7 separate regions of the Mus musculus genome follow, and regions 1, 2, 4, 5, 6 and 7 are each linked to region 3. Evidence: chromatin contacts called from public HiChIP or PLAC-seq and promoter capture Hi-C data. All regions are on one chromosome and are shown on one strand. The core of a region is the stretch at or near the end of the contact, and the rest is flanking DNA. Distances in the headings are between cores, read along the strand shown. Region 1 overlaps Ube2e1 (ubiquitin-conjugating enzyme E2E 1). Region 2 holds the start of Ube2e1 (ubiquitin-conjugating enzyme E2E 1). Region 3 holds the start of Top2b (topoisomerase (DNA) II beta). Region 4 holds the start of Rpl15 (ribosomal protein L15). Region 5 has its middle 70 kb from the start of Slc4a7. Region 6 holds the start of Nr1d2 (nuclear receptor subfamily 1, group D, member 2). Region 7 has its middle 100 kb from the start of Slc4a7.

The links. Promoter capture Hi-C pulls out the DNA fragments that hold promoters and counts their contacts. HiChIP or PLAC-seq counts read pairs in DNA pulled down with a chosen protein or histone mark.
Region 1: a contact with region 3 is called in a promoter capture Hi-C map of hippocampal neurons, with 3 times the contacts expected there. The contact joins the enhancer-like site here to the promoter of Top2b in region 3. A contact is called at or near these places in 3 of 39 promoter capture datasets (hippocampal neurons, neutrophils and pre-B cells) and 5 of 115 datasets of contacts at active chromatin or transcription factors (astrocytes, embryonic forebrain, large pre-B cells and 2 more).
Region 2: a contact with region 3 is called in a promoter capture Hi-C map of liver, with 9 times the contacts expected there. The contact joins the promoter of Ube2e1 here to the promoter of Top2b in region 3. A contact is called at or near these places in 6 of 39 promoter capture datasets (cranial neural crest, frontonasal cranial neural crest, hippocampal neurons and 3 more), 1 of 115 datasets of contacts at active chromatin or transcription factors (astrocytes) and 1 of 9 other capture datasets (adipose tissue).
Region 4: an H3K27ac HiChIP or PLAC-seq map of double positive thymocytes shows a contact between it and region 3, with 6 times the contacts expected there. The contact joins the promoter of Rpl15 here to the promoter of Top2b in region 3. A contact is called at or near these places in 9 of 39 promoter capture datasets (the HPC-7 cell line, cranial neural crest, embryonic stem cells and 5 more), 2 of 484 Hi-C or Micro-C datasets (B cells and uterus), 6 of 115 datasets of contacts at active chromatin or transcription factors (double positive thymocytes, embryonic forebrain, embryonic hindbrain and 3 more) and 1 of 9 other capture datasets (liver).
Region 5: a contact with region 3 is called in a promoter capture Hi-C map of pre-B cells, with 6 times the contacts expected there. The contact joins the enhancer-like site here to the promoter of Top2b in region 3. A contact is called at or near these places in 4 of 39 promoter capture datasets (embryonic stem cells, hippocampal neurons, pre-B cells and 1 more), 4 of 115 datasets of contacts at active chromatin or transcription factors (embryonic stem cells, epiblast stem cells, large pre-B cells and 1 more) and 2 of 9 other capture datasets (adipose tissue and liver).
Region 6: an H3K27ac HiChIP or PLAC-seq map of microglia shows a contact between it and region 3, with 8 times the contacts expected there. The contact joins the promoter of Nr1d2 here to the promoter of Top2b in region 3. A contact is called at or near these places in 11 of 39 promoter capture datasets (the 3T3-L1 cell line, the C10 cell line, the HPC-7 cell line and 8 more), 7 of 484 Hi-C or Micro-C datasets (CD4 T cells, LSK cells, cardiomyocytes and 3 more), 12 of 115 datasets of contacts at active chromatin or transcription factors (astrocytes, cardiomyocytes, embryonic forebrain and 8 more) and 2 of 9 other capture datasets (adipose tissue and liver).
Region 7: a contact with region 3 is called in an H3K4me3 HiChIP or PLAC-seq map of pro-B cells, with 5 times the contacts expected there. The contact joins the enhancer-like site here to the promoter of Top2b in region 3. A contact is called at or near these places in 3 of 39 promoter capture datasets (the C10 cell line, embryonic stem cells and hippocampal neurons), 3 of 115 datasets of contacts at active chromatin or transcription factors (fetal liver, large pre-B cells and pro-B cells) and 1 of 9 other capture datasets (liver).

Annotation. Positions count from the first base shown.
Region 1 is chr14:18,302,058-18,304,757 of GRCm38.p6, reverse strand. The region is part of intron 3 of Ube2e1 (ubiquitin-conjugating enzyme E2E 1); the gene reads left to right. It overlaps Gm41098 (a long non-coding RNA gene), which reads left to right. Exons shown (of 2, transcript XR_874229.3): 1 at 1-767; 2 at 806-2,700. Among named protein-coding and RNA genes, the nearest start is that of Gm41098, 5.8 kb to the left of the region's middle. Within about 2 kb of position 1,292, at least 60 of the 459 cell types and tissues checked have an H3K27ac peak or open chromatin away from gene starts, as enhancers often do. A contact at or near this core is called in hippocampal neurons, where this site is marked.
Region 2 is chr14:18,330,489-18,333,188 of GRCm38.p6, reverse strand. It overlaps Ube2e1 (ubiquitin-conjugating enzyme E2E 1), which reads left to right and starts at 1,345. Exons shown (of 6, transcript NM_009455.3): 1 at 1,345-1,502; 2 at 2,055-2,239. The coding sequence starts at 2,088.
Region 3 is chr14:16,363,870-16,366,569 of GRCm38.p6, reverse strand. It overlaps Top2b (topoisomerase (DNA) II beta), which reads right to left and starts at 1,364. Exons shown (of 36, transcript NM_009409.2): 1 at 844-1,364. The coding sequence starts at 891.
Region 4 is chr14:18,269,703-18,272,402 of GRCm38.p6, reverse strand. It overlaps Rpl15 (ribosomal protein L15), which reads left to right and starts at 1,417. Exons shown (of 4, transcript NM_025586.3): 1 at 1,417-1,444; 2 at 1,943-2,124; 3 at 2,360-2,496. The coding sequence starts at 1,953. It overlaps Nkiras1 (NFKB inhibitor interacting Ras-like protein 1), which reads right to left and starts at 1,267. Exons shown (of 4, transcript NM_023526.4): 1 at 1,080-1,267.
Region 5 is chr14:14,631,911-14,634,610 of GRCm38.p6, reverse strand. No RefSeq gene overlaps it. Among named protein-coding and RNA genes, the nearest start is that of Slc4a7, 70 kb to the left of the region's middle. Within about 2 kb of position 1,345, at least 282 of the 459 cell types and tissues checked have an H3K27ac peak or open chromatin away from gene starts, as enhancers often do. A contact at or near this core is called in adipose tissue, embryonic stem cells, epiblast stem cells and 4 more, where this site is marked.
Region 6 is chr14:18,237,801-18,240,500 of GRCm38.p6, reverse strand. It overlaps Nr1d2 (nuclear receptor subfamily 1, group D, member 2), which reads left to right and starts at 1,395. Exons shown (of 8, transcript NM_011584.4): 1 at 1,395-1,690. The coding sequence starts at 1,675.
Region 7 is chr14:14,598,871-14,601,570 of GRCm38.p6, reverse strand. No RefSeq gene overlaps it. Among named protein-coding and RNA genes, the nearest start is that of Slc4a7, 100 kb to the left of the region's middle. Within about 2 kb of position 1,395, at least 57 of the 459 cell types and tissues checked have an H3K27ac peak or open chromatin away from gene starts, as enhancers often do. A contact at or near this core is called in pro-B cells, where this site is marked.

The sequences.
Region 1 (2,700 bases), core at 43-2,542, 1.9 Mb before region 3:
AGCTCATGGCTGGAGAGATGGCTCAGCGGTTAAGAGCACTGACGGCTCTTCCGAAGGTCCTGAGTTCAATTCCCAGCAACCACATGGTGGCTCACAACCATCTGTAACGAGATCTGGCGCCCTCTTCTGGAGTGTCTGAAGGCAGCTACAGTGTACTTACATAACATCAATCAATCAATCAATCAATCAATCAGTGTACTTACATAAAATCAATCAATCAATCAAAAAAAGAAAAGAAAAGAAACTAGCTCATACCATGCAGTCGTCTCAGTTCCAGCTAAGGTGTGTGAGACAGTTTTACTTGGCATGTGTGCCTGTCTGCATGCACAGTGCAAAGCGCACACATCATGTGCTCTGCTCCAGGCAAGGCTTCAGTGAAATTACCTTGGATACATTATATGTTTGGATTTGAGTTAGGTCCCAGTCATTGTGTGTTTACTATAACCTCACGTTCAGTTACGCATCGTGAAGCATAACCTTGCATTTGCATTTCTGGTTACTAGAGCCTCTTACTGTTTCTCCATGAGCAGGCTCCAGTGTCTCACCACTTTTTTGAGTGTTTGAATCATACCATAGGTGTTAAATGATTACCAGGCTCCTCACTCCAAACACTAGCCTAGTTGAAGCTTTTACCTATAGCAATAGGAGGTCGTTTATAGAGAAGGTTTGGGATAGAGAGAGCTGGGTTTGGCCTTTACCAGTTAATAGTAGCTAAGTGGCTGTGGGTAGGTTAAGGTTACTTACCTTAGCTAAGTGGCTGTGGGTAGGTTAAGGTTACTTACCTTAGCTAAGTGGCTGTGGGTAGGTTAAGGTTACCTTAAGGCTCCCTCTGATTCTTGGATGCAAAAGGGGGTAAAATTCTTTCCAGAGTGGTATTTTAAAGAACCTGCTGTGACTTTGCTTTATCTAAAAATCTTCCTGGCTCTTTAAAGGCCTTGCATGATTTGGCCTAATTTGTCTACCCAGCAGTCAAACTTCTATTTTGTCTAGCACAGAACTCACCAGATCCTAAAGTCTAAGTGGGTAATTTGTAAACCGCAAGCTTGTTGTACTACAGTAAACACATGAGAATGTACTTTATACTTGCTACTCCGGGCCTTGCAGTCTTGTGTGGAAAGGCCACTGAACTCGCCTGCAGAACCATGTCTGTGGATGCCGTTTTGCCTTAGAGTGAAGGCTGGTTTTAGCTGGTGTCATTGTGATGGAGCCCAGAGACAGAAGCAGCTTGTGCTCAGAGCGGCAGATCTGGCTGGCTGGAGATGAACATTCTGTCCCCTGTTCAGGTTTCTGGGGACTGGGGACTAGTGCTGCAGCTGCTGCTGCTCCAGGACTGGCAGCCACCCCTCCTGACAGATGTCTTGCCAAGAGAGTCTGAGTGCTCTAATTTTATCACTTTAGCAGTGTCTTGCCTGGTAGTCCTCACTCGAGTGGTCATTGTCAGCATGAACACCCACTAACAGAATTTCAAAGTGGCAACTGTGGATGGTGCATTTAGTTAACTGTACTAGGAGAGGTATGTAGGAGAGAAACTGCAGTTTAGTGGCCATCCAACAAGTATGTCTTACCTCAGTCTCCTGCTCATGTCTTAGACTTGTGAGCCCTGGCTCTTTAAAGAACAGCCCAACCAAGGGGCCAAATAAACTCTTTTGAAGTAATTCTGTTCCTTAAAATTAATTTTCTCTTTATAAGCCACAAGCTAATCTGCATGAATCTGTAGGGTGTGTGTAAGGGCATGGTGTCCATGTCAGGTGGCTCCTGCAGTCACTCTCCACCCTTACTGACTGAGATGGGCTGAGCCCAAATCGTGTGATGTTGGTTAATAGGCCAACATGCCCTGGAAAGTCGCCTGTCTCAGCCCACCATGCTGGGACTACTTGTGTACACTGTCAGTCTGGCTTCATGAATGCTGGCCATCTGAATCCCAGGCTGCACACGGGAAGCACTTCATTTTCTGAGCTGTCTTCCTGGCATGTTGTTTGTTACCTGTGAGAAGTGTTTTGTTTTGTTTTGTTTGAGAACGGCTTCTCTGTCTCTCAGTTTATAACTCAGGCTGTCTTTCAACTTGCAGAACTTTGCCTGCTATTGCAGGAATGCAGCACCACATCCAGTTTAAAGGATTTTCTTATCAGTTTCTGATATCCACACCTCCCTCTGTTTATCCTTTATGGAACATTTTTCCTGTTGTTTGTTTGTTTCTTGAACCTTCTTTTTGCATTTTAATGTTTTAGATCTCAGCTGACTTTCCCTGGAGGTTTTGAAATCTGTGCTTTTACTTTTAATTTCCAGAAGGAAAAAAATATTTTTGTCTTGAAATTTCCTTTTCTCTACAATTTTGGTTTCCTGTTGCTGGCTGCCCTCTAGTTTTGGTCATTGAATTATATTTTATAGAGGCACTGTACTCCTTGGTTGTCTAATGCAGATGTAATACCTGTATTGAGAGCTGGGCGTCCATCTGGGAGCTGAGTAGAGGAAGAAAACTGAGGGTCTTATTGTCCACAGCACCTCTCTCCTCATCCATATTAATGACCTTGGTATTGAGTCTTTCCTATTGTTTTTTCCCCCATCTCTAGAAGATACAACCAGTTAAGTGAAATTTCTGTTGCTACTTAACAGCTTACTGCAAATGTAGCAATTCACAACAATGTGCACATTTAGTAACTTGGGCCGGTTTGGCTCAGTCTCCTGCTCAGGGTCTCTTAA
Region 2 (2,700 bases), core at 96-2,595, 2.0 Mb before region 3:
GCCATGGGAAGCAATGTCAATTTGAATGAGGTAATTTAAAGTGGACCATGGAAATTCGAGTGCTGTTGTCTGCTCAGTACACAAGATCTCTGTGAACTTGGATGGCAGGGGTCTGTTCCCTTCAGGGTAAACGGCAAACTGGTAAGAAACTAAGTCCTAATTTAATGGTGGAATTAAAAAAAATAAATTTCGGTACAGTGCCACACAAGGAACAATTTAGTGGCATTGTTGTGTGATTATCCTAAAAATATTATTTGAATAGCATCATATTGGAGTAAAAAGAAAGTAGGGTGCTTTCTAGAACTTTTTTTCCCCATTACTAAGACTCAGACATATCTAATTTAAGAATTCCAAATCCTGAGGCAGGCGGATTTCTGAGTTCGAGGAGAGCCTGGTCTACAAAGTGAGTTCCAGGACAGCCAGGGCAAGTCCTGTCAAAATCATTGGCTCAAGGTTTATTTTCAGTGATCTTATAATCCCAAGCCCGGTCGTAGTTACCTGTCCCGAACCCCAATTGCATACATTAAAAAAAAAAAAGTCCACATCCTTTTCAATAACAAGTGAAAGGGGAAGGAGGGTGGTATCTAGTATAAAATTGCACATGCCTGGTGTCCTGAACAGAATCCCAGTCTGGGTTTTTTCTCACAGGCGTGACCTCTGCTCCAAGCACGTAATTGCCAGAGGGAGGAACAAGTGTCATCAGCTCAAAGGAAAAACCTGTTAGGGGTCTTTTCCTTTCCTTTCCTTTCCTTTCCTTTCCTTTCCTTTCCTTTCCTTTCCTTTCCTTTCCTTTTTCCTTCTCTTTCCTTTCCTTTTTCCTTCCCTTTCCTTTTTCCTTTCCTTTTCCCCCTTTCCTTTCCTTTCCTTTCCTTTCCTTTCCTTTCGTTTCTCCTTTCCTCTTTTCTTTTCCTTTCCTTTCTCCTTTCCTCTTTTCCTTTCCTTTCTCCTTTTCTCTCCTTTTCTCTCCTCTTCTCTTCTCTTCTCTTCTCTTCTCTTCTCTTCTCTTCTCTTCTCTTCTCTTCTCTTCTCTTCTTTTCTTCCATTCTTTCTTTTCAAACGAATCACTTTTGGGGAGGAGTCAAAGTCCTCGCCAGGAGAGTACCATCTTTTCCCCACACCGGCCCCCTCACTCCCCAGCCTTTTCCCAAAGCCCTCCTGGGAAGAACTTCCCCTGGTCACCCCGGGCTCCACCTGCCCCAGTGGCCCCCAATCCCGCCCGGTTGCCTCGGCTCCGCCCGGCGCGGCGTCCCCAGGCCAAGCCGGGGTCGCTCGGGGCTCCCGGGCCGCGGCCCCCAGGTGCGGCGGGGGAGGGGCGCGGGGCGGGGCGGAGAGGAGGAGTGGCGCGGAGCGTGTGCGGCCGGGGAAGCCATTGCCTGGTTAATAGTTGCTGTTGCTGCACTTCCGCTTCTCTCCCAGTGAGAGCGAGACACGAGTGGCCAGGCCCAGTCGCAGCCGCAGCAGCAGCCGCGGCGGCGGCACGGAGCAGCCAGACACAAAGAGAGGTGCGGGGGCCCCTCAGGGCGGGCGGGCCGCGGGGCCTGGGGCCGCGGGGCCGGGGGACGGGCGGCACCGCCGGGCCGCGGGCAGCAGGGCCGGGCGACCGGGATGGCGTGGCGGGCCCGGGCGGCGGGGGCCGCGCGAACTGTCAGAGCGGCCCGGTCCCCGCGGGGACCCGCCCGCCCGGGGCGCATTGTGCGCGTCGGCCTGCGAGCGCAGCCCCGCGTGGCCCGGCCTGGCCAGGAGCCGTGTCCCCGCGGCCCACGCGGCCCACGCTCGGCTTGCTCACCCACTCTCGCTGCTCGGCTCGTCCCGACCTCGCCAAACTCGAGCGGACGCCGGGAGGCCTGGGGGACCGCGGCGGCGGCTCCCGGCCCTCCCCGGGCCGCCCCCGCGCGATCGTGGCCCCCGTGTCTCTTCGGCCGGTGCGGCGGTGGGCCCCGAGCCTCTGCAGGCAGCGGGGGCGGCCCGGCCCGCGCCCTCCTGACAGCGGAGTTCCTTCCCTCTTTGCAGCGCCTGCATGGTCTGTGTTTCTGTTTTGTTTCCTCCCCCTGCAGGGGCCGTTCGCGGGGTGGGGTGGGGGGTTCGCTATGTCGGATGACGATTCGAGGGCCAGCACCAGCTCCTCGTCATCTTCGTCCTCCAACCAGCAGACCGAGAAAGAAGGCAGCACCCCCAAGAAGAAGGAGAGTAAAGTCAGCATGAGCAAAAATTCGAAGCTTCTCTCCACCAGCGCTAAGAGGTATCCCACTCCTTTCTCCACAGGCATCCGAGCTTCCCAGTGGCCTCGTGCTGCATGTCAGGGAGGGAGGCTTCAACGACGTTCTCGTGAGTTCTCAGGCAGGAAAATGGGGCATGGGAGTCCCACCTGTTTTCTCTACTGCTCGCTGCTTCTGGTTTTGTTAGTGCCCTCGTCCATATGCAGGAGTTGTGGTTGGCCTCGTCCGTTTCTTGTTGAAGTTTCAAGAATCCTCATTACTTTTATGAGTGACTCCCAATGTGATTTCAGAGTCTTCATCCTAGTAATCACGAATCTCTGACTTCCCGGAGGCTGTCATCATACTTCATTATTAAGAGTACCTTCCTGGGCAACTCTGTTAAAACTAGTTCTGACCATCTTTCTTCCTCTTCACCTGTTGCAGGGGTGGTGTTTTCTGAATAGGGTTTTCTCCATACATCGCTTAAGGAATAACTAACTCTCAT
Region 3 (2,700 bases), core at 115-2,614:
TGCTACCCCAGCCTCATCGAAACCTCAACCAAACAAAGAAAACAAGGAACAAAAATGCCAACCAATACCAAAGTTCCTTAGTGTGTTCAAAAGGCGGGGAACTAGGATCCTCTGGAAGGGATGTGTTAAAGTCCCTGAAATGTGTAAATTTTCTGTCCAAGCTGCTGGCCTCATCTACTAAGTCCGGTGTTTTGTTTGGGAAATGACCCTGGTCTGAACTCAGTGCTGAGTAAGTGAAATGCTGGAGTTATCGATCTGTCCTGGGAGCCGCGTTCCAACTGCTCCCGCTGCACTTGCTAAGTCCACCTCCCTCCAGGAACTGAGCTCTGCAATCCTCCAAGTTCAGGCTTAAGCACCCCCTCACCTCCGAGGGACACCCCTGGGCCCCCACACGGTGTACACGGGAGGCTGACGTAAGTAAACTCTTCTTTTAATCCCGCGGGCGGTCTCTAGCCTGCTGTCAAAGTCGTCCCAAATACCCTCTCTGCGGAATGAGCCTTTTCTGGGGAGGCGCAACCCGCAGTGACCATTCAAGTGCACATTCCTCTGGGACAGGCCGCCGGAAGCCGTAGCATACCGGGCACTATTTTCTGGTGCTGCACTTATGGAGGGTTGGCCCGGAGGCTCGCATTATCGCGGTCCCCCCACTCTCGGTGTGCACCCTGAAGTTTCCGGTGAGCATTGTTCAGCAGCCTGAGCCTTGGTGGAGGCGAAAGCAGAGAGAAAGGGCACACGGGGCTAGGCCCCGACTGCAGCCTGACAGGGCGCCCGCCGCACCACGCTCTCACCCCGCCCGCGTCGCCCGCGGCCCACGAACAATGCGCCCGCCCGCGCCGCACTCACCACCCAGGTCAGCGCCCCGTCAGAGCCCGCGAGGCTGGACTTGGCCATGGCAGCGCCTCCCGTGCAGGCCAGGGGCTGCTCGCGCTCCGGGGACGCCGGGCCCGCCGCTCGCACTGACCGCTGCGCGCAGCACTCCTAGCCGCGCCCCATCGCGGGCCCGAGCCGCTGAGGAGGCCGCGCTGCCCGCCGCCCTCAAACTCGAGCGCGGCGCCCGGGCCTACAGAGTGGTCGAGGACTAGGAAGGGCTGGCGATGCGGCGCGGCCTTCCGGGACCCACGCGGGCGATTGGGATCGCGGATGAGGGACGAGGTTGAAGCGGGCCGGCTAGGACTCGCGAGCCAGAGCCCTGACAGGAATGAGCCGCTGCTTCTCCTCAAGCCACCGAAGCCGCAGAGTCCTCGCCGCGGTCGCCGCAGCCTCAAAGGCCGCCACTGCCTCAAAACCGCCCAAGCGGCGTCTGAACCGGTCCTCCGGAGCACAGTCCAAGAGGGACAATAAACAGAGCCGCCGTGGTGGCCTCCCTTTAGTCCGGCATAACACGGCACACACAGGCGCGCTCCGGGAGGGGGAGGGTGCGGTGGTCACCGGCTGTCAGTCAACCATGGATCGTCCAATCACAGCCTTGTCACTACAGTACTTCGACCAATCCCAAAATTTCAGGCCCCTAGGGGGGCGGGACCCGAGGGGAAAACGTCATTGCGGGTAGCAACTGAGAGGCAGACTTGGGTTTTTTGTTTGTGTCTGAGAGAGAGTGTAAGGGAGAGCGAGGCGAGTGAATGGGGTTTCCGTCAGAAGGGAGAGCAGGCGGCTGTCAAGAGTCATTCCGGGGCATCCAAAGGAGCCGGGAGTCCTGGGACAAGGGCTGTGGAAACCTCCGGACTGTGTCCTGCAGACTTGCCGCGAGGCCGCGGGGGGAGCGGGAGCGGGGGGGGGGGGGGGGAGGGTTGGGGGCAGGGAGGCAGGAAGCCCTAGCCGCCCCCAGGGACTGGGCCCCGGAGGGAGCTAGCGAACTGCAGACGGGACCGTGCGCCGCCTAGAGCAGCCGGACCCCGCGCTCAGGCCCCAGGTTGCTGCTGCATCCGCCCGACCCCCGACCGACCGTCTCTCTGCCTTGCCCCTAAACAGGGCAAGCGGTCTTCAGTGCCACCAGTTAGGGAACTTGGGGTGCTAAGAGTGCCCAGAGAACGTTCCCGGGAAGGAATGCGAACGGGTCAGGACTCCCTTTTCTGGCTACAGACCTTTCCTCCCAACAATGCAGACAGGTCCCTGTCACTTCTCAGCTTTCAGGTACACATCATGAAATAGACTTTTTTCGTGTGGAAGCTTTCTAAGAATAAAATTTGCAACGCCAAAGCTTTTGGCAGATGGAAGAGCTCTTGACTTCACCCAGCCTGTAAATGGAATTGCATTCAACAAGTTCTCTTTGGGCATACTCCCAGCCATGCTCTGTCAGGCGTGGCAATGGGTTTAAAGGGACAACAGCCTCCTCCGACGTCAATCTTCCAAGAGTGACTAACAGGAGGACACCACACCGAAGAACTTTACCCAGCTAGAGCTAACAACTTTCTGTGAAAGTATTTCCTTGAGTCTCTCCGGCAGCTGAGTGCTTCCCTTAAGGGAAACTTTGGGGTCACACCTCTCAATCGCTGCTGCATTCTGAATCCAAGTGGGGAGCTCTGAAACACGGAAATCATTTCAATGTAGTTCTTAATTAGCTCTCTGGAGACCGTGGAATTTCAGTTTATTTGGGGATTCTGACTAAGAACACCAAAACCTTTCTTTACTTTGAATCTAGTGTTAAAGCTTATAAAGCGCTAGGCAGGATCTAAGCTGGGCTGCGCCCCTGACTCTAAAGCA
Region 4 (2,700 bases), core at 168-2,667, 1.9 Mb before region 3:
ATTTATTCTTCAGCATTATTAAAAAAAAAAAAATCATCCAGGAGGCTCAGCAATTAGAACACTGGCGGCTCTTGCAGAGCCCCCAGGGTTCAGTTCCTAGCACCTACATGGAAGTTTTCAACCACTTCCACCTACCTCAGTGGGCCCCAGGTACAAAGGTGGTCGTGCACAAACATACATCCAAGTAAACACACATAAATAAACACACATAGCCTAAAAATAAACGTTAAAAAATTTTTGAAGACTGTCCTAAAAGAATTCATATCCTTCACTCCATGCTAACTTGCAAGCTCCACCAGATGTGCTTAAAAGAGAAAAAAGTCAGTTACTGCCCCTCCCCCCCCCCCCCCGCACCCCAACCCCACCTCGTCCAGGCTCCACTTGCCAGGACGCTGAGACACTGTACCGCTCAATACCCCTCCACTCCTTCAATGTGTGTCCTTTACACTTGGCATCAAAAGCAATACATAGCATAGTGTTAACGCTTGCTCCCAAGGCTAGAACTTGTATGTTGTCTGAGCTGCATCACCAGCAGCTGAGACTGAGCTCCACGCATATTAAGCAATACATCTGTTGAATTTTTAAATAGGACAGGTGAGGACTCTTAAAATGCTAAAGCTGCCATTTATTCTAAAAGATAAGAAGAGCCACAGATTGATGGAAAAGGTAAACATGATTCCCAAAACCTTTGCCACAAACAAGCGTAGTTTATTAAAACCACACAACTGTATGAAAATAGAAAATTCTGGAACTACAAAAACTCCAATACACCATTACTTCTCAATAAAGAACGCAGTGCAGAATGCCAGCATTTCTTCCTGAAACGGGTCATGGCAAATGAACAATTTGCTATCCTAAAAACGCCTATAAAATCAAGTCCCCGGGCACCTCGGAAAATTCAGAGGGGGACGGGCACCACAGTCCACCCACTAGCCTGGTTCGCGCAAGTCCAAAGTCCCTGGCCGGCCTTAAGGACACGCAAGGTCCACGCGTACCACTTCGCCTACGACCAAGTCACGGCCGTCCTGCGGTCACTGTGCTCCGAGATCACGGAGCGAGGCGCCGGTGGAAACACCAACCTGACACTGCAGGGCAGTGAGACAGCAGCACGCAGGTCACCGCGGTCCGAAGGCGTCCCTCTGGAGCCGGTCCCCGACCTGCTTCCTCCGGCCCCTTGACGTGACGTAAGCAAACTCGCCGCCTCTCACTTTCCGCAGCCTTGGCAGCTCAGGAGCACTGCTGAGAGCTTGGGAGAGCATCCGGAAGCGGCGGGCTGTCCCAGCCTGACTCCGCCCACCAGGTTGGATGTCGGGACTACAAGCCCCAAGAGGCACAGTGCGGCTACAATGCCCCACCGGAAGGAGGGTCGCCGGGGTGGGAGGAGGAGCCACAAAAGGGATTGTGGGAGAAAGCCTTCTTCCTTTCCTCTGGCGGCAGCCATCAGGTAGGGCGGCGGGGTGGTGTTTGTGTGTCTATCCGTCGCGAATCGCGCTAGTCTTCAGCCATCCGACCCCGGCGACCCTACGGCCTCGGAGTTTCTGCCTCGCACGAGCGCCTAGTGAGGATACGGGGTGGAGAGGGTACGAATACGCCGCCGTCCGGGAGGCTTGAGAGACGCAATGGCGGCAGGATCCGAGCTGGGCCGGGGACTGAAGGAGGCGTGGGATGGAAGCGTGGCCTCGGCTTGCCTCTCATCAGGCCGCCCGGGTGGGACGAAGCTCTCCTGGTCTTACTCGCGGTGGCGGTTATAACCCTGCTGCCAGTTCTGGCGGCCTCCGGGAGTATGGAATAGTCAGTCCCGCCCAGCCGGCCCTGCGCCTTGCTGCCTCTGCAGAGCCCTTCTCATTCCCGGTGGACGGTGGGGCTCCAGGAAGGATGGAGAGGCCGTAGTCAATGTCCTTGACAGCGATCGCTCTTTCGATTTGCTTCTTCCTCTCAAAAGGTGAGCCAAGATGGGTGCATACAAGTACATCCAGGAGCTATGGAGGAAGAAGCAGTCCGACGTGATGCGCTTTCTTCTGAGGGTCCGCTGTTGGCAATACCGCCAGCTCTCTGCGCTGCACAGGGCTCCCCGCCCCACCCGGCCTGATAAAGCTCGAAGACTGGGATACAAGGCTAAGCAAGGTGCGTGAGGTCACGATGTGGGTGGTCTATAACACTCCCAGAAAAGTCGGCGGGCCTCAGTTTGGAAGTGCCCCCCCCCCCAAAAAACCTGCCTGATTTAGCTATGCTAAATGTGATATAGGTTACAGATATACTTTAGTCTACATAGTCTATCTTTGTAATTAAAAGGAAGCATTGGAAAGTCTTAACTTAGTCTAACGTATTGGTGGTTGGGTTGTTTTGTTTGTTTGTGTAGGCTATGTCATTTACAGGATTCGTGTCCGCCGTGGTGGTCGTAAACGCCCAGTTCCTAAGGGTGCAACTTACGGCAAGCCTGTCCACCATGGTGTTAACCAGCTGAAATTTGCCCGAAGCCTTCAGTCTGTTGCTGAGGTGAGTTGTTGGGAGTATCGATTGTCTTGACAACCCATTAGGAATGGTGGGCTAGGAAGAAACGGGGAAGCCGGTGGAGTTTCCCTCGGTATAAGGTGGGGATGGAGTTGTTTTGTACTTAGTCACTATCGGTACTCATTGTTACTGTTTTGCTTGAGGATGTGCGGAAAGGGGTTTGGGTTTCTGGACTAGTTTCTACAGACC
Region 5 (2,700 bases), core at 96-2,595, 1.7 Mb after region 3:
GCAGAATGAGCTGCTGTGATAACATCTGACACTATCTCATTGGTCCCCTTTCTGAGAAGGTGTACTCAATATTAAGTAAGATGCAAGCTGAATTATTCTGGAAAGAGCAGATAGATAAAGTTAGCCAGAGACAGGTTTGTTAGCCACAAAGACACAATTAGGTGTGTTGATTTGGAATAGGCCTTGAGTGTCTCTTACATATATGTGTGTACAAAGTAATTAGTTCAGGAGTTCATTTGTAATAACCTAAGATACTTATCTTGAAAAACAAGGCAGTGTGACTCAAGAAAGAGCTCAGCAGTTAAGAACACTTCTTGTTCTTGCAGAGGACCCAGGTTTGTTTCCCAGAATCCTCATGGTGGGGGTCAATTATCTGTAACTCCAGTTCCAGGGGGATATAGCGCCCCTTCTGGCCACAGGAAGCAGTTTCTCCACATTCTGTACTAGACATCTATTTGGGCAAAACACCCATACACGGAGAATATAAACAAACAAACAAACAAACAAACAAACAAACAGCAAACTCAAGAAAACAAGACATGGATTCTGTTTACTTTTAAATGTCAATGCCCCAGGAAGACAGCCCCAAGTTTATCTGTTTTCCTCTTTGTAGTGAGGTGATGAGGTGCTTTCTCCTATAAATGAGAGAGGGAGCAGGTAACACTCTTTTCTTCCTCAGTGGTCAGGCTGAGAAGCCCCAGGCTTGGTTTTCATGGTCCAGACATTTCAGCCAAGTATCTGTACAGGCACCTGTATTTATGCTGTATTATGTTTCTATGTATTTATGCTAGGAATGGCAGTCTCCTGCTGCATACAAAAGGCCCAGTTTCAAATTTCAATCTCCACATTCCACTGGGCTGAAATTCAAAGCTTTTGCGGGTCTCCCTGAAGGCTTCTGGCTCAGTTGGGCTTGGACTGTGGACTCGGCTGCCCTGCCAGCCCCCCAGCCACAGCCACCTATTTTTACTTTGGCCACTCTTTCCGCTTGCCTAGGTCACATCCTTAAAAGACTCAGCCGTTCTCAACTCTCTTCTTCCTCTTTCCCGCTGTAGTTTTCAAATCTTACACACTTACCAAAGAAAGAGCGAATCTCAAAGTAAAGGCGGACGTATAAAATCAAGCCACCAACGCCCAAGTCCCACTTCTAAACGCCACAGATATTTGTTTCTTTTTACTCATTGCACCCCCCACCCCCTCCCGACTGAGAGGAGCAACGGCAGGAAGGGTGGTGACTCAAAGCCAGAGCCCCAAAAAACAAACACCCACGAATGACTCAGAAGCCGGAGCCGGGGAGATTCCAAGGTTTTCCTTACTATAAAATTCATGTGTAGACAGCACCACTGGACCTGTGGGCTCCTTAGAGCCTCGCCACCCCGCCCCTGAGAGGGAGTTTACTGGGTCAGAGAAGGGTGGATAGGACTCGAATTTCTTTTGCCAAATGTCGAGAAAATCCAACATATCCTGTATGAGTCAAAGTGCTTCGCATCTGCTTTAGAGTCTTAGTCACTGCTCTCGCCCCCTTGACTTAATTGTGATTTTAATTAGATGAATGCCTTAGAAGAGGAGGTGGAGGCCTTTCATCTAAAGCGGGGTTTTTTTTTTTTTTCCAGGCTGTGTGGTCTTTTGTTGGCTACTTGGATCTTATAATGATAAAAGGATTACTTTTATTTTAGCACTCCCCCCACCTCCCTCCCCACCCCTGCTTCGCGAAAGTTTAAAGGACCTGAACTTCGAATTTACATTTTTTTATGCCAAAGATGACGGTTTTGTGACAAAACGCTTTGAATTCCCGAGATGAAAGAGAACTCATAAAGAGAAGTTAGCCTCGCTTAATTTCTAAGCAGCTTTTGACATACATGTGTAGACAGATGTAATTCGAGGCAGCTGAGGTTAACTTCTGTGCGCTCCCTCTCTCTAGCCGAATGGAGCGACCTCTTCCTTTCACTCCTCTTCCTGAGCCAGACAGAGCCTATGTGGCCACAGTCAGGCTTGAGTAGTGGAGACACGGGCACCCGCTCCGAGCTCACACCCCGGCCCAGTGCTTTGGCGGGGCTGTGCTGTGGGGGTGGGCACTGTCTCCTTGGGGAAGGAAGAAAAGTGTAGGTCAGAAGGGCAAAAGCGTTCGGGAGGTCTTGCTGGCTTGACTTCCAAAGTCTCCCTGATTGTTGGTGTGATTCTTAGCTTAGGAGACACAGTGTTTGTTAGTCATTCACACTGGGATGATATTTAAATATCCCCAAGAGATTTGGAAGTTGCTTTTGTTCCTACCTGCAGTAGGCACTATCTGTTTCACTCCTGCCCTGTTTCTTCTTAGTTTCACACGTTACTTAACACACACGTGCAACAATGGGTTACCGCAGGAAAATGGAAAATTCCAGCTGTTATTTAAACCATGGGATCCTGAGGGTCCTGCTTAATGTTTCTTTTACCTTTTTTTGTGTTTTCAGGAGAAAACACAAAGGACTTGAACTTGCTCATTGGCTTTCTCTAAGGTTCGGAAGCAACCGAGCTGTACAGTTAAAAGGCAGATGAATGATAATTGCTATCTTCCAAGCCAGTTGATAGAGTCTGTCTGTGGAGGGGAGGTTTAGCTGGCGCCCTGGCTTGGATGTGAACCCTACAGGCTCCCATATTCATTTCGAGCTGATAGCTTGGGGGAAGGGAGGCTCCACAGTAAATTAGGAGGTGGGGCAGAGCAGG
Region 6 (2,700 bases), core at 146-2,645, 1.9 Mb before region 3:
TCAGAGACCTTATGAGACCCGGGCAGAGTTCTTACTCAGCTGAGCAGATTAGGGGAAGACCGTGGAGTTTTTCAGTGTTGAGGCAGAGTCATAGGGTCTATTTACTGTTTTAAAAATAACTGCTGGGGAGAAAAGACTGTTGGAGCCGACTCCAGAGTTGTTGCAGCAGCCCAGGCTAGACCGGATCTAGACTCACAGCCATGGCTCCCACCCCAGATGTGTTTGGGGGGAGAACAGCAGAGGTATTGTGAGGGTAGTCTAGCTCAACTTGCTAAGGATGAAATAGAGTATAAAAAGCAGCGATTTCTCGCCTGTTAGAAACGTTTAAATTGCTGATTTCAGGCTGATTAGCTAACAGAAAAGATTGCTATTGGTGGAAAGTGGGGAAATGTTCACATGTAAACTTGTCTATCTTACGACATGCTCCAACATTCTATACCTAAATATTCCTGGGCAAACTGGGATGCATTTTGCAACGGTCATACCCAAAGCCTAAAATTTCATATAAACTGTCCTATCGGTGCCAATATCTGTTAGCTCATTTAAAATATATACCTTAAAGCACATCTTCCTGGATTCACCTCAAGCACGTATCTAATTTGTTTCCATTTTCAGTTTGCTAGAAAATTTACATGCAAGGTGAAATGCACCAGTCTGTAGTATACTTTTGCTGAGTTCTAAAAATGCATGTACACATCCTAAATGAGAGAGAGGTCAAGGGACATTCCTAACCCGCTGATGGATATGGGAATCCAGAGCTGAGATTTTCGCTGGAAATGTGAATGTGAGGATCACCACAACACAGGTTTATTTAGGTGATGAGCCTGGATAAAACACCTAAGGTGATAGGAAAATGAAGGGTTGACTCCGGAAGCTAGATGTTGAGAGCGTTGGGCAGGAGACGCCAGTCAAGCTCAGAGTCCTGGAAAGCTTGGCGGCAGTAACCATGTGGGACCATGGAGGTGACCAGATTGGCTTGTGCTAGGGAGGAGGGAGCAAACAACCTCTAGCAGCGGGAGATCTGCAGGCAAGGGATAAGCGGCTGCGAGACAGGCTGGGAAGGAGGGAGGGGGGTGAGGTGAAGTGGGCGGGGTCGGTGCTGGGAGGAAGGCCGGGCCCGGCATGGCAGAGGGGCGAGGCTTGAACAGGAGCAACGGGAGGGGACGGGGCCGACGGGCCAAGTCCAGGGAGAGACGTATCCAAACAGAGGGGGCGGAGCCGGGAGAAGGGAAAGTCCAGAGCCAGAGTGTAAGGAATGGAGGGAAAAGGAGAGGGCGTGTCTGGGGAGGGGCTGGTGGGTCCACGGATTGGAAGAAGAGGTCAGGACCGCTCGTTGGGGGCGGAGCCTGTATAGAGGAAGTGGGCGGAGCCAAGGGTAGGAGCGGGAGAGTCGAGGAGAGGAGGAGCGGGCGGCCTGAGGAGGAGGAGCGGGCGGAGTCACCGCACCGCCGGCGGCGGCGGAGGAGGGGGGTGTGCGCGGATCACATGGTCGAGGAGCCCTCCAGGTCAGCTGCCGTGCCCGCTGCCGAGCCCTGCCACAGGAAACTGCTGTGCCGCGCTTGTGCCGTGCGGCCCCCAGGAGCCGCCCGCACCCGGTGCTCATGATGTGGGCCCGCGAGCGCCACCGCCTGCAGTCCCGGGCGGCGCGGTGAGGGCCGCACCCTGTCCAGCGCCATGGAGCTGAACGCAGGTAAATGTAGGAGGGAGGCTCGGGGGTCAGGGATGCGTGTCTGTGCGTCCATCTCGCGTGGGGTTGCTGGGATCCCGCACTCGGGCTCCCCGCGCGCCGGACGCCCCCCTCACATGGCCCTGCCGCACTGGCCACGTGCACGGTGTGTTTACGTTCGGCGGCGCGGGCGCTGGTTGGCTGCGCGGGCGAGTGACGCAGCATTACATAATGCGAGCTGGGTGGTGGCGGGCGGAGACACGTGAGGCCGCGGGGCGACCCACATTACCCGGGGCCGGAGGAACACGTGGGGGCGGTGCCGCGGGGGGAGCCCATAGTCTGCGCGAGGCCCCGCCCCCGGGGCCTCCGCCGTGACGTGGCCTCGGTCCCGGGTCTCCCGCTGTTGCCCACTGCGGGGCCCGCTGCGCATGCGCATCCGCCGCAAGTTCGGCGCTGGTCCCGCCGCAGTGCGCGCGGCAGCCTGCGCGTCCCCGGGTGACCCCGGCAGGGCTGACCTTGCTAGACAGGGAGTGCGTAGGTCGTTCTCGCTCAGAGTCTTGCGGGAGTCGCGCAGCACCTTCCGGATGGACAGCGTGTACAGAGCAATTCGCTTCCAGGGGGACTTAGCCTAGAAGTCCTTTTAAGCATGGAGGGGAGGGGAGGGGCTTTTCTGCTCGCAGCTCGCTCTGATCTGAGGACTGGTGATCTAGGATTTCAGAACCTTACGTAAAACTTTTATTTACGTTAAAAACGTTTTAGCTTCGCGCCCAAGAGTTTGAGGCAGATGGCGGCAGAAAGTAGCAAGCATGGGCTACTGTGTGAGATCCTCACTCAAAATGCCCAAAGAACAAAATAACCCCTTTTGTTTTCAGGACTGACTTTGAACCCCCAAAAGACATGGTCATATAATACCTAACCTTCCTCGCTTCGCTTTAGTCGACCGCAGTGATGACCCTTATACCTGAAGCAAATGAAGTTTTCATTTTGAATATTTTGAGTTCTTTGCACTTTTAAAAACCATCGCAGTTCTAACA
Region 7 (2,700 bases), core at 146-2,645, 1.8 Mb after region 3:
CATTCACATAGTAAAGTACCTTTGTTGTATTTCTCATACAATGGGAGGAAGCTTAGACATTCTTATGATCTTGCCAATGGTAGGCATTGGACAGTGCTTCTAGCCAATCAGTGGGTGGTGGTACTATGATGCTTCAGTTAAAATTGTGAAGGAGGCTATCTTCTGTTCCTCCTCAGCTAATGAGCTTGTTTCTGCAGCTTCTACTTCAGGTGTGCTCTCTTGGGCAACTTGTCTAACATGCCCCTGATATGTACCCCTATAGGGATCAGTACCAGAAATGATAAAGGGAGTGAGCCAATGAAAGACATCCATCATCAAACATCCAGAGTTCTGTGTAATTGATATGACCACCTCATACAGGCTCTGGTCTTAGGAAATTGACAGGAATAGTCCTAGGAATGTCAGATGGGTCAGGAAACTACACCTTGTTCCATACACTGGAGCTTACATCTCTGCTGGGGCTCTGATACACTGGGCTGAATAGCTGTGGGGTTTTGATTTTAGTTTTAGTTTATATCTAAATTATATTTAGATAGATTCCCAAATATTTCTTGTTGTTGGAAGTTTTACCTTCCCTCTTTTCCCTTTGTTCTTTTATTTTGCTTAGTTTCATTTTGTTGAGACAGTCTTGTTATGTAGCTCTGGGTGGCCTCAAACATGCTATACAGGCCAGGCTGGCCTCGTGCTTGGCATCCGCCTGCCTTAGGGTAATAATTACAGACTCTACATAGGTCCTGGCTTCTTTCTTTGCTTACGAGTCCAATTCCTTGGTCAACCACAGTTAGCTTTTTTAAACTCTCTAGAAATGATTTCCCGAAGAAGATTCAAAATTGAATAGGTAACTTAAATTCTTGAAACCTATCTACCCACTGGGGATATGAAGCCCAGTAAGGACTTAAGCATTTGAGATGCAGCCATCCACTGAATCATCTAGACTGAGCTCCAGGGTAGAATATATTCTCTTAACTCCATCTACCTGTTTGATTAGATTCTAAAATCCCCCTAGGTAAAATTCAAGGGGTCCTTCCCTGCGTCTTCTCTGCCTTGACAACTCCATATTCCGGCATATCTCCATAGGCATCTCTGACATTTAGTGCTTCTTGTCAACTTGACAAGGTGCCAAATCACCTGTGAGACCACTCTGTGGGCATGCTTGTGAAGGGCTATCTAAATTAGGTTGGCCTCTGGCCATGCTTATGCGTGATTATTTATATTAGGTTAACTGAAGTGGGAAGACCCACTTTACTGTAGGTTCAACCGTTTCATGGGATGGAGTCTGGATGCATAAGGATGAAAGTGAGCTGAACGTCAGTTTTCATCATCCCTGGCTTCCTAGCAAATACGACAAGCAGTCTCAAGCTCTTGCCACTGTGACTTCCTCTCTGTGGTGAATTACATCTTCCTCAAATTATAAACTGAAGCGAACTTTTACTCTCTTCCATTGCTTCTTATCCGGTATCTTGTAGCCAGTAAAAAGAAAGTAACAGAAGCAGCAACTTTCATGTGGTTGTCTATTTGATTTATGTAGGCTAGGGAACCAAATCCCTGTGTCTTGAGCTTGGTGGTCAGGTTCCCTCACTGGTCAGAAAATCTCTCTCACGGCCAGCTGAAGTGTTCTCTACTATACATCAAAACTCTCTTCCATTTTGCCTGTTCTAACCAAGCTCTTACCAGCCTGTGAGAGCCAGAGGGCACAGTGGCTCCTCATGGGCCATCCAGTGGAAACAGCAGAAGCAGCTGCAGGGGGCTGCAGCTCATAATGGGAAATGCAGAGTTGAGCAGATGGATCTTACATTTGGAGGAAATGCCTTCACATGACCTAAGTTCCTGCTCTAAAGAGAACCATTCACACAGCAGAGAAACCATAGCGCTTCCAAAGGACAGAGATGTGCTTTGTTCTCTCTCATCCTCTCAAGTAAGGCACAGGAAAACTCAAGCAATGGCAGGGCTTCAGCTCAAAAAGAAATGTGAAACAAGTTCTATCTGTGACCTAAATGGTAGTATGCATTCTTTCTCTCTTCCTTTTTACAACCACAGGACAGGGGGAGAATGGTAGTAATTTAGTTCTCATTAATAATAATGACCTTTATCTCCCAAGGAGGCAATTATTCCTTACAATCTTATTATAGTTTCAAAGGGCATATCACATCTCCTAACAATTTCTGGTACGTAAACACATTTGAGCAAACATTCCATCATGTTCCCTTCCTGTGTTCCTTCATGCTTTTCTTATCCTTGCTTCTGTCCTTCTATTTTCCTACCGTCCTTCCTCAGCCAACAAACTTTTGATGACATGACAAGATCTCAAGTGAGCTTACCAAAATTCAATTCAATTCAGCAAATGCTTGTTGGCTTCCTTTCCTGGGCATAGGTATGTGCCCTCAAAATGAACTACACAAACATCAGCCCTTAGAAGCTAATGATTTTAGGAGAAAAATAAGCAGATGAATCAGAAATAACTAAAGTATAAAAATTACAGTAAAAATGCAACCATAAGGGACAAAGGAGACCGCTCAGTCTGCAAAGTGCTTGCCATGTAAACACGAGGTCCTGAGTTCAGATCCTAGAATCTTAGACTCCATGTAATGTTGGACATGGCAGTGTGCACCTACAGTCTTATCCTTAGGGAATCAGAGGCAGGTGGATCTTTGGAGTACATTGGCCAGTCAGCCTAGCCTAATTTATGAGCTCTCTGTTCAA